Linked DNA regions of Mus musculus: all the other regions are linked to region 3. A link is a contact called in public HiChIP or PLAC-seq data. All regions are on one chromosome and are shown on one strand. The core of a region is the stretch at or near the end of the contact, and the rest is flanking DNA. Distances in the headings are between cores, read along the strand shown. Region 1 overlaps Ablim1 (actin-binding LIM protein 1). Region 2 overlaps Ablim1 (actin-binding LIM protein 1). Region 3 overlaps Afap1l2 (actin filament associated protein 1-like 2).

What was found. HiChIP or PLAC-seq counts read pairs in DNA pulled down with a chosen protein or histone mark.
Region 1: a contact with region 3 is called in an HNF4G HiChIP or PLAC-seq map of pancreatic cancer cells. The contact joins two enhancer-like sites. A contact is called at or near these places in 1 of 15 datasets of contacts at CTCF or cohesin (the NIH/3T3 cell line), 1 of 484 Hi-C or Micro-C datasets (embryonic stem cells), 1 of 115 datasets of contacts at active chromatin or transcription factors (pancreatic cancer cells) and 3 of 9 other capture datasets (adipose tissue, embryonic stem cells and pancreatic islet).
Region 2: a FOXA1 HiChIP or PLAC-seq map of pancreatic cancer cells shows a contact between it and region 3. The contact joins two enhancer-like sites. A contact is called at or near these places in 1 of 115 datasets of contacts at active chromatin or transcription factors (pancreatic cancer cells) and 2 of 9 other capture datasets (adipose tissue and pancreatic islet).

Annotation. Positions count from the first base shown.
Region 1 is chr19:57,078,127-57,081,779 of GRCm38.p6, reverse strand. Ablim1 (actin-binding LIM protein 1) reads left to right here. Exons shown (of 26, transcript NM_178688.4): 8 at 1,909-1,967. Among named protein-coding and RNA genes, the nearest start is that of Afap1l2, 71 kb to the right of the region's middle. Within about 2 kb of position 2,254, at least 140 of the 459 cell types and tissues checked have an H3K27ac peak or open chromatin away from gene starts, as enhancers often do. A contact at or near this core is called in pancreatic cancer cells, where this site is marked.
Region 2 is chr19:57,096,535-57,100,201 of GRCm38.p6, reverse strand. The region is part of intron 6 of Ablim1 (actin-binding LIM protein 1); the gene reads left to right. Among named protein-coding and RNA genes, the nearest start is that of Afap1l2, 90 kb to the right of the region's middle. Within about 2 kb of position 1,826, at least 88 of the 459 cell types and tissues checked have an H3K27ac peak or open chromatin away from gene starts, as enhancers often do. A contact at or near this core is called in pancreatic cancer cells, where this site is marked.
Region 3 is chr19:56,933,915-56,937,263 of GRCm38.p6, reverse strand. Afap1l2 (actin filament associated protein 1-like 2) reads left to right here. Exons shown (of 19, transcript NM_001177797.1): 5 at 1-29. Among named protein-coding and RNA genes, the nearest start is that of Gm38597, 42 kb to the left of the region's middle. Within about 2 kb of position 1,898, at least 55 of the 459 cell types and tissues checked have an H3K27ac peak or open chromatin away from gene starts, as enhancers often do. A contact at or near this core is called in pancreatic cancer cells, where this site is marked.

The sequences.
Region 1 (3,653 bases), core at 1,005-3,504, 140 kb before region 3:
AAGCTTCGTTTCCCTCAGCATCTGATGCTCTCTGGGGTCACAGGTCACATTCCCAGTGTGTTTGACCTTTGGAGAACAATGCTGACATTGAGTGTGGACTGTGTCCTGTCTGGTGCCTTCTGCTTAGTAGAACCTCCCAGAGAATGCTTCTCCTGACCTGCCCATGACCCTTTGGTTCTCCATATCCACATTTAGAGATTTCCTGTGCTTTATAGTTAGAGTGTGAGCCGATGTTAATATTGAAGGGACCTGCATGTCTGTCTGGTTTTTGTTTGACCTACCCCCTTTCTCCTTCTTCTCCCCACCCCCCCTTCTCCTCCTCTTCTGTGTCAATGATGCGAAGTAGAAATGATTATTCGATAGAGATTGAAATATTATTCTGCTGTAGAATATATTTCCTTGTCTTTGATAGTATTTTAGCTCAGCAGAAAATATTATTCATGAGTTAATTTGGCGACTTCTGGTATACAGAGGTTGCTGCTTGGGAGTCAAAGTTGAGAAGATGCTGTACAGATACAAAGACTGGTGTGGCTTCTGAGACTCTGAGGTGCCAGTCACTAACGAGCCAGTAATTTCACTAGTTTGAGTCTTTCCAAGTGATCTGTGTTCTTCAGACCCTCCATGTCTGAAGAAATACATGTGTGGACACAGAATTGACATATCATCCTTTCCTGTGGTCGTACATGTATATGATACCTGTTATGTATGCATCCAGTCTTACACAATCATAGCACAGGGGCTGAAGTTTCAAGATAAGGACTTTAAGCTTTTTTAAAAAATGGAACAGAGTTTATTTAGGGCATGGGGAGGGGAATTGAGGATGGAGTAGAGATAGAGAAAGGCAGAGAGAGGGAGAGGGGACAGGGGACAGGTTGGGGGAGGGGGAAGGGGAGTGGACAGAGTAGAGAGGGGAGAGGAGAGGCCAGCCAGGAACATGTAGAGAGAGAGGGGAGAGGGGAATAGGGAAGAGAAGAAGGGACAGAGAGGGTGAGAGTAGGAGAGTAAGAGCATAAGAGAGACTTCCAGCTTTTTAATTCTTTGATACCTGTGTCACCCATGAAGGTTCTTCGAAGTCTGAGAAAGGGAGATCTTAGAAGCAGGAACAGAAAATCCACCTCGGTCATTACTTGACTCATTGAAGCCAAAGGATTTTGTTCCTGTTACTTAATTAAAAAGTTGAAAGATTTATAAACTAAGTTTAACAACGTTGCCAGTTGATCTGATTTCTCCTCTAAGTGTGGGCAACTATAGAAATAGAAGAATGAGGGGTGAGAGGCGCCTCAGTGGTTAAGAGCACTATTTGCTCTTCCAGAGGTCCCAAGTTCGATTCCTAGCAACCACATAGTGGCTTACAATCATCTGCAAAAGAATCGGATGCCCTCTTCTGGTGTGTCTGAAGACAGCGACAGTGTACTCACATATATAAAATAAAATAAATAATCCTAAAAAAAAAAAAAAAATGAAAGCTTCAGTAGGTTTTACACCTGGACCTGGGCCATTGAGTTTGACTCTACTTCTCTTCATTAAGTGGCTTGGGTGTTTTGATGGTTACTTATGTAAACATGGCTTTAATTCTAAGATCAAGTAGAACCAGTAGTAAGGACTCAGGTCTCAGGTGTTACTTTTTAAAGAACAATGATTTATGTTTTAAAAAGAAAGACAATGTAACCCTATTAAAAGGGAAACATCTCTTGTGTGAGGCTGCTCTCAGACTCCATTCTGTGGCCCTCCATTGTGCCCTGTGTACAGCAAGTTCAGAACTCACTCAAAGGGTAGAGTTGACTTCACGGTCAGAGGTCACATGTGGGACCCTGTGCTGGGGAGGGAGGGGTCTGTGGAAAGTCTGCTTAACAGGACTGTGCCTTCTTTCCATTTCCTCTATTCCCACAGTTCATTCTGTCTTTCCAGGTTCTACCGTGTGGCATCCCGACTGTAAGCAGTCCACTAAGACAGAGGAGAAGCTGCGGGTAAGGAAGGGGTCAGAATGGGATGCTCTGGAGGTCACCACTGTGTGCTCACTAGTTCCTGGGCTTTGGGGAAGTGCTTCTCATGGGCTCTTTTTTTTTTTTTTTTTTTTTTTTTTTTTTTCCTTTATAGAAAACCTGAGGCCAAAGTCCAAATGGCCAACTAAGAGGGTTCCCTCCCACCATAAATATGTTCTATTGTTGTTCTTAAGCTTGTGTTGGACTCTGTTGGCCTTATCTTGGCAGTCAGTGACTTAGGAAAGTACCCAAAAGTCGTACAGCTAGGGGAAAATGATTCATCAAGTAGCCATGGTAACCCTCTTGGCTTAAACCACCATGCACTGTTTTGCCCCAGACTCTGTAACTATTGCTTAGCTCTGGTGTGTTTTGCTCATTTCTGAAATCCAAATTCAAAAGAGCAGCCTCTAGCTCCAAAGGATACAAGTCACTCAGGCATAAAACCTTATGCTTATGGCAAGGATAATGCTGCCATCAGCTCTATGATTGGTCAGTCCTCAGAGCCGTCCTAGAGGGCAGAGTTCCACTTCCGGAGTTGTAAAGCCCAGACTCTAACCTAGAGCCTGGCCTTGGTCCAGATTTTCACGCAGGGCTGACTTTTCCTCACAGTGATAATCAGGCTTGATCCCAGCCCCTCTGTTAAGAGTCCCAGGGGAAGGAAAATGGAGTCTGACTTTAATCTTCTTGCTGTCCCAAGGAAAGAATGGTTTAGATTTATTTTTGAGCTGGACTCAAGACTCATGAACCCCCTGGGCCTACCCTTAGGCGGCGCCCATCAAAGGAACAGTTAGTGGATTTTTCAGGTCCCTTCGCTGCCCCCTCTGGACTTGTAGGCCCTGTTTTCTTATCTCCTTTTGACTCTCATCACTGGCATACATGCATGCACGGGAGCCTTTACTTTGTATTTTGTTATTAGCGGCAGGCTTTACGTAGAGGAAAGAGAAAATCTCGGAATAATTGAGGGCCAGGGGAAAGCAGAGGGATGTGCCTGCCGATATCGGAACGGTTTTCCCTGCTTCTGACATGCAGCTTCAGTATACACACACACACACACACACACACACGCACACACACACGCACACACAGCTAATAACTAATGGCCCCCTAAGTCCATTCATCCACCAGGTAGACTGAGCTTGGAATTTGGAGGAAGCACGGGTATTCAAGCAACAGGCTACCTTCCCAGAGCGTTGGCACTGGTGCCTGTGGACACTTTGTTCCAGGGATATAAAACTGCACTGGGGCTCCTGCCCAAAAACCACCCAAGGAGCCAGGCATCCATCCATCCCACCTCTACAGGGTGGCTTTTGTTTTCGAAAGAATCCCGCATCCCCCACCCCCCCTTTTTCAAAAAACTTCATCCCTGATGAAGTCTTTGTGCGGAATGGAGAGGAATGTTAATGAGGCCAGACGGAATGGGCCAGGCATATTTTCTCTGTAAGGATAGCTGCAGTTTGCAGAGCCTCTCCCTAAAATGATCAGAAAACAAAGCAAACCCTTGAACACATCTCCACGGAACTCTCTAGGGAAGCTTATGGAAAAAAATGAATAAAAGATTTCACTGGCTCTGGCCAAGAGGAATGGTCTTCCTTTGTTTTGTCCCTTCCGTAAGCTTTGCAGAAAATTGCAGTGCTTTTCTCTCCGTGATGCCCTCCCTGGGAGGCAGGCTGG
Region 2 (3,667 bases), core at 577-3,076, 160 kb before region 3:
CAGCAGTAGCAGCAGCAGTTGGTGGGGACCAACTTTTAAACACACGGGCCTGTGGGGCCATTTCTATTCAAACCACAGCAAGGAGAGATGTGAAAATACTACTTAGGCTGAAGGATAAAGGTCTAAATACCAGCGGTTGCTACTGCCGTAGGTGTGTGTGGTCTGTGGGATTTTCAATTACGTGATGCAGCCGCTGGCTCAGGGATAGTGTAAACCCACTCTGCCCATAGTGTATCTTCATTTAATTTACATTGACTGTAAGCATAGACATCAAATCATACCATTTATTCGCTTTATTGTTTCTCACAGACATAGAACTTTTCTTGGGGCCTCAAGTTCAACTGTCAAATGCTACAAACAAGCCTAAGAAAAGGCTCACACATCGTTGACCTAGGCCTCTTAGATACTGTGCTCTCTTTACTATCATGGCCATCCCCTGCAACAGGTTGTATTAGTGACATGTTCTTCTCACATGTGGGAACAAACATTTTAGCATAGTGGGGTGCAGTGGAGTTGGTGTGCATGGTGAGGCACCATGTGGTTGCTGGGAATCGAACCCAGGTGCTTGGGAAGAGCAGCCAGTGCTCTTAACCACTGAGCCACCAACTGTCATCTGTTAGGGGCTTCTGCATCCAGGCTGCTGAGCATCAGGGAAGGAGCATCGTCCCAAGGCCTCACCTGCACTTCCTGTAGGGTAACTCCTTCTCTGGGCTTTCACCGTCTTTGTGTCATGGGACAATACCGGGCATTGACTGTGTGCCTGTCACTTTACGGTAAGATGTATTTACTTCAGAAGTCAGATGGTCTCGTGCCTGTGGGCACAGTGCAGGCCTCTCTCACCCCAGGGTGAAAGTTTATAGTGCTACATCACTACACACAATGGAAGCCAGAGCTCCCAACGCACTGGGCCATGATGTGGCTTGAGCTGTCTCTGGGTGTCAGGATCCGGTAGGCCACTGTTTCACCTCTGGAATGTCCCCTTGTCTCCTGGGTCTGTTGTAGCAGGTGGAGGGTCGGGATAGCCACTTGTGTAGCTGCTCCTGGCCTCATCCCCAAGTCCTGCTCTTCCAGAGGAATCCAGAGGACTTGAAGCTGGACCGACCCCACCCAGCATTGTAGAAGTCTGGAATGTGAATTGAGTCTGTTTCCTCCATTGTCCATTGTCATCCAAAGGTGAACCTTGCTTAGCTTTACTGCTCCTTGGGGCATCACCAAGAAGCTCCAAGGATCCTGACTCCGATCATCCACGCCCCTTCCTTCTTCAACTTGCTTAACCCCCCCCCCCCCACCCCCAGTTATTTCTTCCTCCTAACAATTGGAACTGAGAGCCAGTGGCTGCTAGGAGCTCCCTCCCGCTCCCAGAGAACTGTGGGATCTGCAGAGTGCGTGCAGCAAGTTGTTTGTGAACAGGGATGAAAGTCTGGTCGCAGTGGGAGAGGATATCAGGGGAGGATGTTTTTAAAAGCAAGCTGTGTTTTTCTGACTCTCCAGTCTTGGTTCCCGCCCTGAAGGCTCCTCCAACCCTGGGGACGAAGACAAAATATTTTTAGTCTGATAGTATTCGGTAGGCAGCCAAGAACCGAACCATCTGTCCTCCACTCTGAAGAGCTCAGTGGAATGGTTTTAATGGAAATAACTTGGAAGGTGTCACACAGCTCCTCAGCCAGGCTGTTCTATGGAGAGTGTGGTTGTTATGAAGCCCTCCAGGCTGGGTAGAGTAGAGAGGCAGAGAGGAAAAAGACCAGGGTGGTCGGAGACGCTTGTGATTCCCGGGAGACTGTTTGCAACATGGATGTCACAGAATTGGAATGTACTTTCGAGATAGCAGCTTGGCAAAGAAAAGCAGTTGACAAACAGGTCCACACCCAGTCATTACAGGGCCACCTATTGGCTGTACATTGTGTGACAAGTTTAAATATTTAAAAATCTTAAAAGTCCACCTTCAAAGGTGTGCCACCGTTTAAAAAGCTATCGCTGAGATTAAATAAAGGAGACTTGTTCCTCTGTCTGTCCTACACCTGCCGGAAGCCTCTTTTAACCAAATGCAACAATTGTAGCACATGGCTCCTGGGCTCCGTCCAGCAATTGTTTCTCTTTAACCAGGAGAGAAACCTTGATTCCAAGAGGACCCTCAGGTTGCTGGGACTCCACAGTCTGACTACTCACGGTTCTTGTGCTGGAAAGGGAACCAGAAATGAGATCATAAGTAACCAGAAACCTTTAGTTTTTGCACTTGCACAAGACACAAAGATATGAACCAATTTGGCTTAGATTTCAAAATGCTGAGCTTAAAAGTAAATGTCTTCTGCTGTTAAAAAATAATAATAATAAAGGCCATGAAACCTTTGACCTTGAATGTAGGGTAGCGACTGAGTTAGGAAAGGGGCCTAGGTTTCGTGGCTCCTTTCCTGGAACCACACTAACATTTACCAAAAGCAGAGTCCCAGGAACCGCCGTAGCCTCCTGCTCAGTGTACACAGCAACACCCCCTTGGATTCCAAAGCTCGCTATCATCAGTGCGAGTCCCTGAAGAGACACCTTTTAAATTCATTTCAGCATTGGTGACACAGGCCTTTAATCCCAGCAGTCAGGAGCAGAGGCAGGCAGGGGGCTCTGTGAGTTCAAGGCCATCCTGGTCCACATAATAAGTACCAGGTCAGCCAGGGCTACACAGCAAGACCCTGTGTCAACATAAATGGATACATAAAATTAATCTTAGAGTTTGAGTGTTTAGAAGAAGAAAAATGCCCAACAGGGCACTAGAGGCCTAGTTTCTTTGTGTCACATTGTTCAGAGACAAATTTATAACATTAATAAATAGTTAGCATTCCCTTTATAGATGCACTAACCTAGCGAGCTTGGTGGAATGAATGCTTTTACAACCTTTTAGCATCATGGGACAGACAGCTTTTAGTAGCCTGAGGTGTTCTTGGGCAGGCTAAGCAGAATAAAAATGGCTTAGTCCTCAATCCAACCTAACAGTGTTTGTATGTGCTATTTATCTATCTACCTGTCTGTCCATCCAGACAGCCATCTATTATCTATCTATCTATCTATCTATCTATCTATCTATCTATCTATCTATCTATCCATCCATCCATCCATCCATCCATCCATCCATCCATCCATCCCACCCACCCACCCACCCACCCACCCACCCACCCACCCACCCATCTATCTATCTATCTATCTATCTATCTATCTATCTATCTATCTATCTATCTATCTATCTGACTTTGAGGGAATAGAAGGCTATCATCATCATCACCACCACCACCACTACCACCGCCACCACCACCACCGCCACCGCCACCACCATCCTTAAAATTGCACACTAGCTCTATAGCTTTGGAGACTTCTTCTAACTCATAGTAGGTGTATGAACAGGTGTTGGGTAGATAAGATATGAACATGCTTTCTAGAACTTTCCACCACAGAACAAGTGCAAAGACTATTGTTAACAATAAAAGTAACCACCATGAGTTAATAGCATGCCGTGGTACATGCCTTTAATCCCAGAACTCAGGAAGCAGAGACAGGTGGATTTCTGTAAGTTTGAGGATAGTCTGGTCCACAAAATGAGTTGTAGGCTGGCCAAAGCTATCATATAATGAGATTACCTCAGATCAAGATAGATAGATAGATAGATAGATAGATAGATAGATAG
Region 3 (3,349 bases), core at 649-3,148:
GGCTGAGCCATTTGACAGATCCATCAATGGTATGTCCGAGGGGCTGGCCCAGAGGGTCTAACTGCTATAGCCCACAGGCTGCTGCTGACTCGTGATCTGGTGACAGCTCACCTCGGGCTCTTAAGCAGAGGCAGGCGCAGTGAGTGACAAGACACAGGAAATGACCTCACTGAGAACCGGCCATGCAAAGCATTCATCCTTTGGTCAGCGTGAAGTGTGCAGACCTTGCCTGCCGGTGAGGAAGGGCAGGGCATGGCCACCGGAACAGCTTCCTGTATCCACGGGGTTCCAGCCTCTTGCACTGGCTGTTGCAGCACTGAACACAAAGAGGTGGCATAGGAGAGGTGTGCGGGTTAAGGGGCCTGCGGGAATACATGTGGAGGTCAGGCTGAGTTTGGGGGGGGAAGCATTCACGTTCTTTTTCTGGGTTCAGTTACTAAGCTCCCACCAGCAGGATGAGAACACTTGAAGCCAATGGAGGGAGCACAGACCACAACATATCAGATTATGTTTGGTGATGGCTATTAATGCAGAAAACAGGACAGTGACTCAGCTTACTGCAGGAAAGCAGGTATTCCAATACCGACACTATGACCTCAGGATGAAGGGAGCTATGGGAAAAAGATCGGGCAGGTAACTGCAGGAGCAGAATTCTGGGCAGAGAGCAGAAGGGTTCTTTAGTCAGAGAAGAGTCCGCTGTGGCAGGGCAGGGCCGGGTGAGTTCAGAGGCGAGCGGAGTGGAGCGTACAGAAGGGCTGCAGAGAGAACACACTGAGGACTTTGGTTTTTCCTGGAATGGGACTGTAAGCCTTTCTTTGCAGGGCAGCTCATGACTGGCCTGGCTTAGGTTTTGGACATATTGCGAATGGGCTATCCGCCCTGAGCTGAATGCCAGGATCCCAGTCTTCTTGGCCAAGGTCCTCAGCTTACAGAAGCTGGCCTTTTGTCACTATCATGAGGTACCTGGGATAAATAACTTCTGAGGTGAAAAGGAACTTTAGGGCCACAAGTTTAGGGCCTCTAGTTCAAGACTGGGCAGGCACATTGTTCTAGGCTGCATTGGGACTGTAAGAGGCCACGTGCAACGTGATCACCTCAAAGCCAACAAGCAAAAGCAGGGTTGGGAGCGATCCTTTGGTCCCTTTTGAGGACACCCCAGTACCAACGGCCTCTGACAAGGCCTCACTGTTTTATCTGAGCTTTTTTTAAAGTAAGGAACCTGTTTATTTTTATCTGTCTGAGTGTTTTGCCTGTACATGTTTGTGCCTCGTAGCCAAGGAAGCCAGAAGAGGGCGCCAGAGTCCCCTGGAATTAGAGTTACAGGTAGCTGTGACCAGCCTGTGGGTGATCAGAATCAAACCTGTGTCCTCTGTAAAATCAGCAAGTGCAGTTAGCCACCAAGCCATCTCTCCAGTCCCCCCAAAACTCTCAATGGTCCAGAGTGTCTCTCAGTAACACCACACCGGGGACAAGTCGTCGATCAATGTCCCTCCAGGGCAGCACCATCAAGATTAGCATCTCCTCAGCCTCTCCTTTGTGAGACTGCTCCGTAGTCGTCACACAGCACTTGGCAAATGTCGAAGGTGAGGGTGGGTGCCCGGTGGTGGGGACGAACTTGGCTGAAGCGGGTGAGCCTTGTACACTTCTTCAACAAGAGGGACTAGAGTGAGTTGGGACCTGGAGCTGTGACTTGGGTTTTTCTCTTCCTTTTTAACCTATGGCACTCCAGTCCCAGGAACCGCGTGGGAGGCGAGGGCTTGTCGGGGGCCCAGGGTATTATAAGCGGTTGGCACTGTGGGCAGATGAGCTTCACCTTAGCCCACGGAGCCAGTGAGGTGCTGGGGAGTCACAGCCAGGCTGTGATTTCAGACCCAAGCCAACCAAGGGCGTGGCGATGCTGTCTGGGTGTATCCTGGAGGCAGAAACAGTGACTCACTAGTGAGCACCTCTGTGTATCTCCTCTCCTGGGTGTGGCCCCTGCCAGCCAGGACCTGTCTCCCAAACACACAGGGGCAGACTTTTCAACTCCACACAAACAAGTGGTCAGAAACACCCAGCCCCTTGCTGTTTGCTGCTTGCCCGTGCTTACTGCCTGGCCAGGGGCTTCCCACTGTGTCAGTTCTGACTCACCCCAGGGAGTGGGCCAGAGAAGTAGGGAGTGGGAAGGCTGCCCATCTCTCCTGCCATCATGAGGTCTAGGGACAACTTGGGAAGTTGGACATCCTTGTGACCTTTACCTGTGTGGCCAGCCAAATAGCCCTCACTTCCTGTCTGCTGTCCCCACACCTGCTTGAGCAGGGTGACCTGGTCTTAGCAAAAGGAAGGGTGAATAGGTATAGGGGTTGCTCCAGCTGGGTAGCTAACAAGATTGTGCTAGCTTTGTAGGTAAGGCCAGCTGCTGGGACTCTGTCCTGCTTCAGCAGTAATGTCCCAGCACTGTCCACAGAGCAGGGTCCTCTCTCTAACTGAGCACGCTGCACGTTCATGCTTGAGACATTACCGTCTCTCTGTTTGCCCAAGATGTCTTCGTCCTGATGCTGGGGGAAAAGACCATTTGCTGTAACACATAGCTCTCAGGCATTGGTTTCTACTCTGAGCAGCGTGGCATTTCTGATCCTGTGTAATGAATACTTGGGCGCCTCTAATCTTTGGCTCAGCCACCCTCCAGGGCAAAGAGGGACTAAAAAATGCCTGCCCGTTTCTTTTCTTTCTTTCTTTTTTTTTTTTTTTTTTTTTTTGGTTTTTCGAGACAGGGTTTCTCTGTCTAGCCCCAGCTGTCCTGGAACTCACTTTGTAGACCAGGCTGGCCTCGAACTCAGAAATCTGCCTGCCTCTGCCTCCCAAGTGCTGGGTGGGATTAAAGGCATGTGCCACCACCGCCCGGCTGCCTGCCTGTTTCTTAAAGGCACTGCCCAGACATGATGCAAGTCATTCTGTCCACACCCCTCTGGTGAAGACTGGCGGTCACCTCTAGTGGTCATGTGAACAGATCTCATGAATGACATCCTTGGCCTCTCCTGAGAAGTCCACGCCTCGGAGGAGACAGCAGTAGCTTCGGGTGCAGCAGTTCTCAACCTTCCCAATGCTGCAGCCATTTAATGTAGTTTGTCATTTATGGTGACCCCCCAACCATAAAATTATTCTCGTTGCTACTAAATATATATAATTTTGCTACAGTTATGAATCATAATGTAAATACCTATGTTTACTGGTGCTCTTAGGTGACCCCTGTGAAAAGGTCATTCAATCCCCAAAGGGGTCACGACCCACAGGTTGAGAACCACTGCTCCTAGCGGTAGGCAGCCACATATCACATCTGAGTCTTTGTGTAGACTATGCCTCTCTCTCT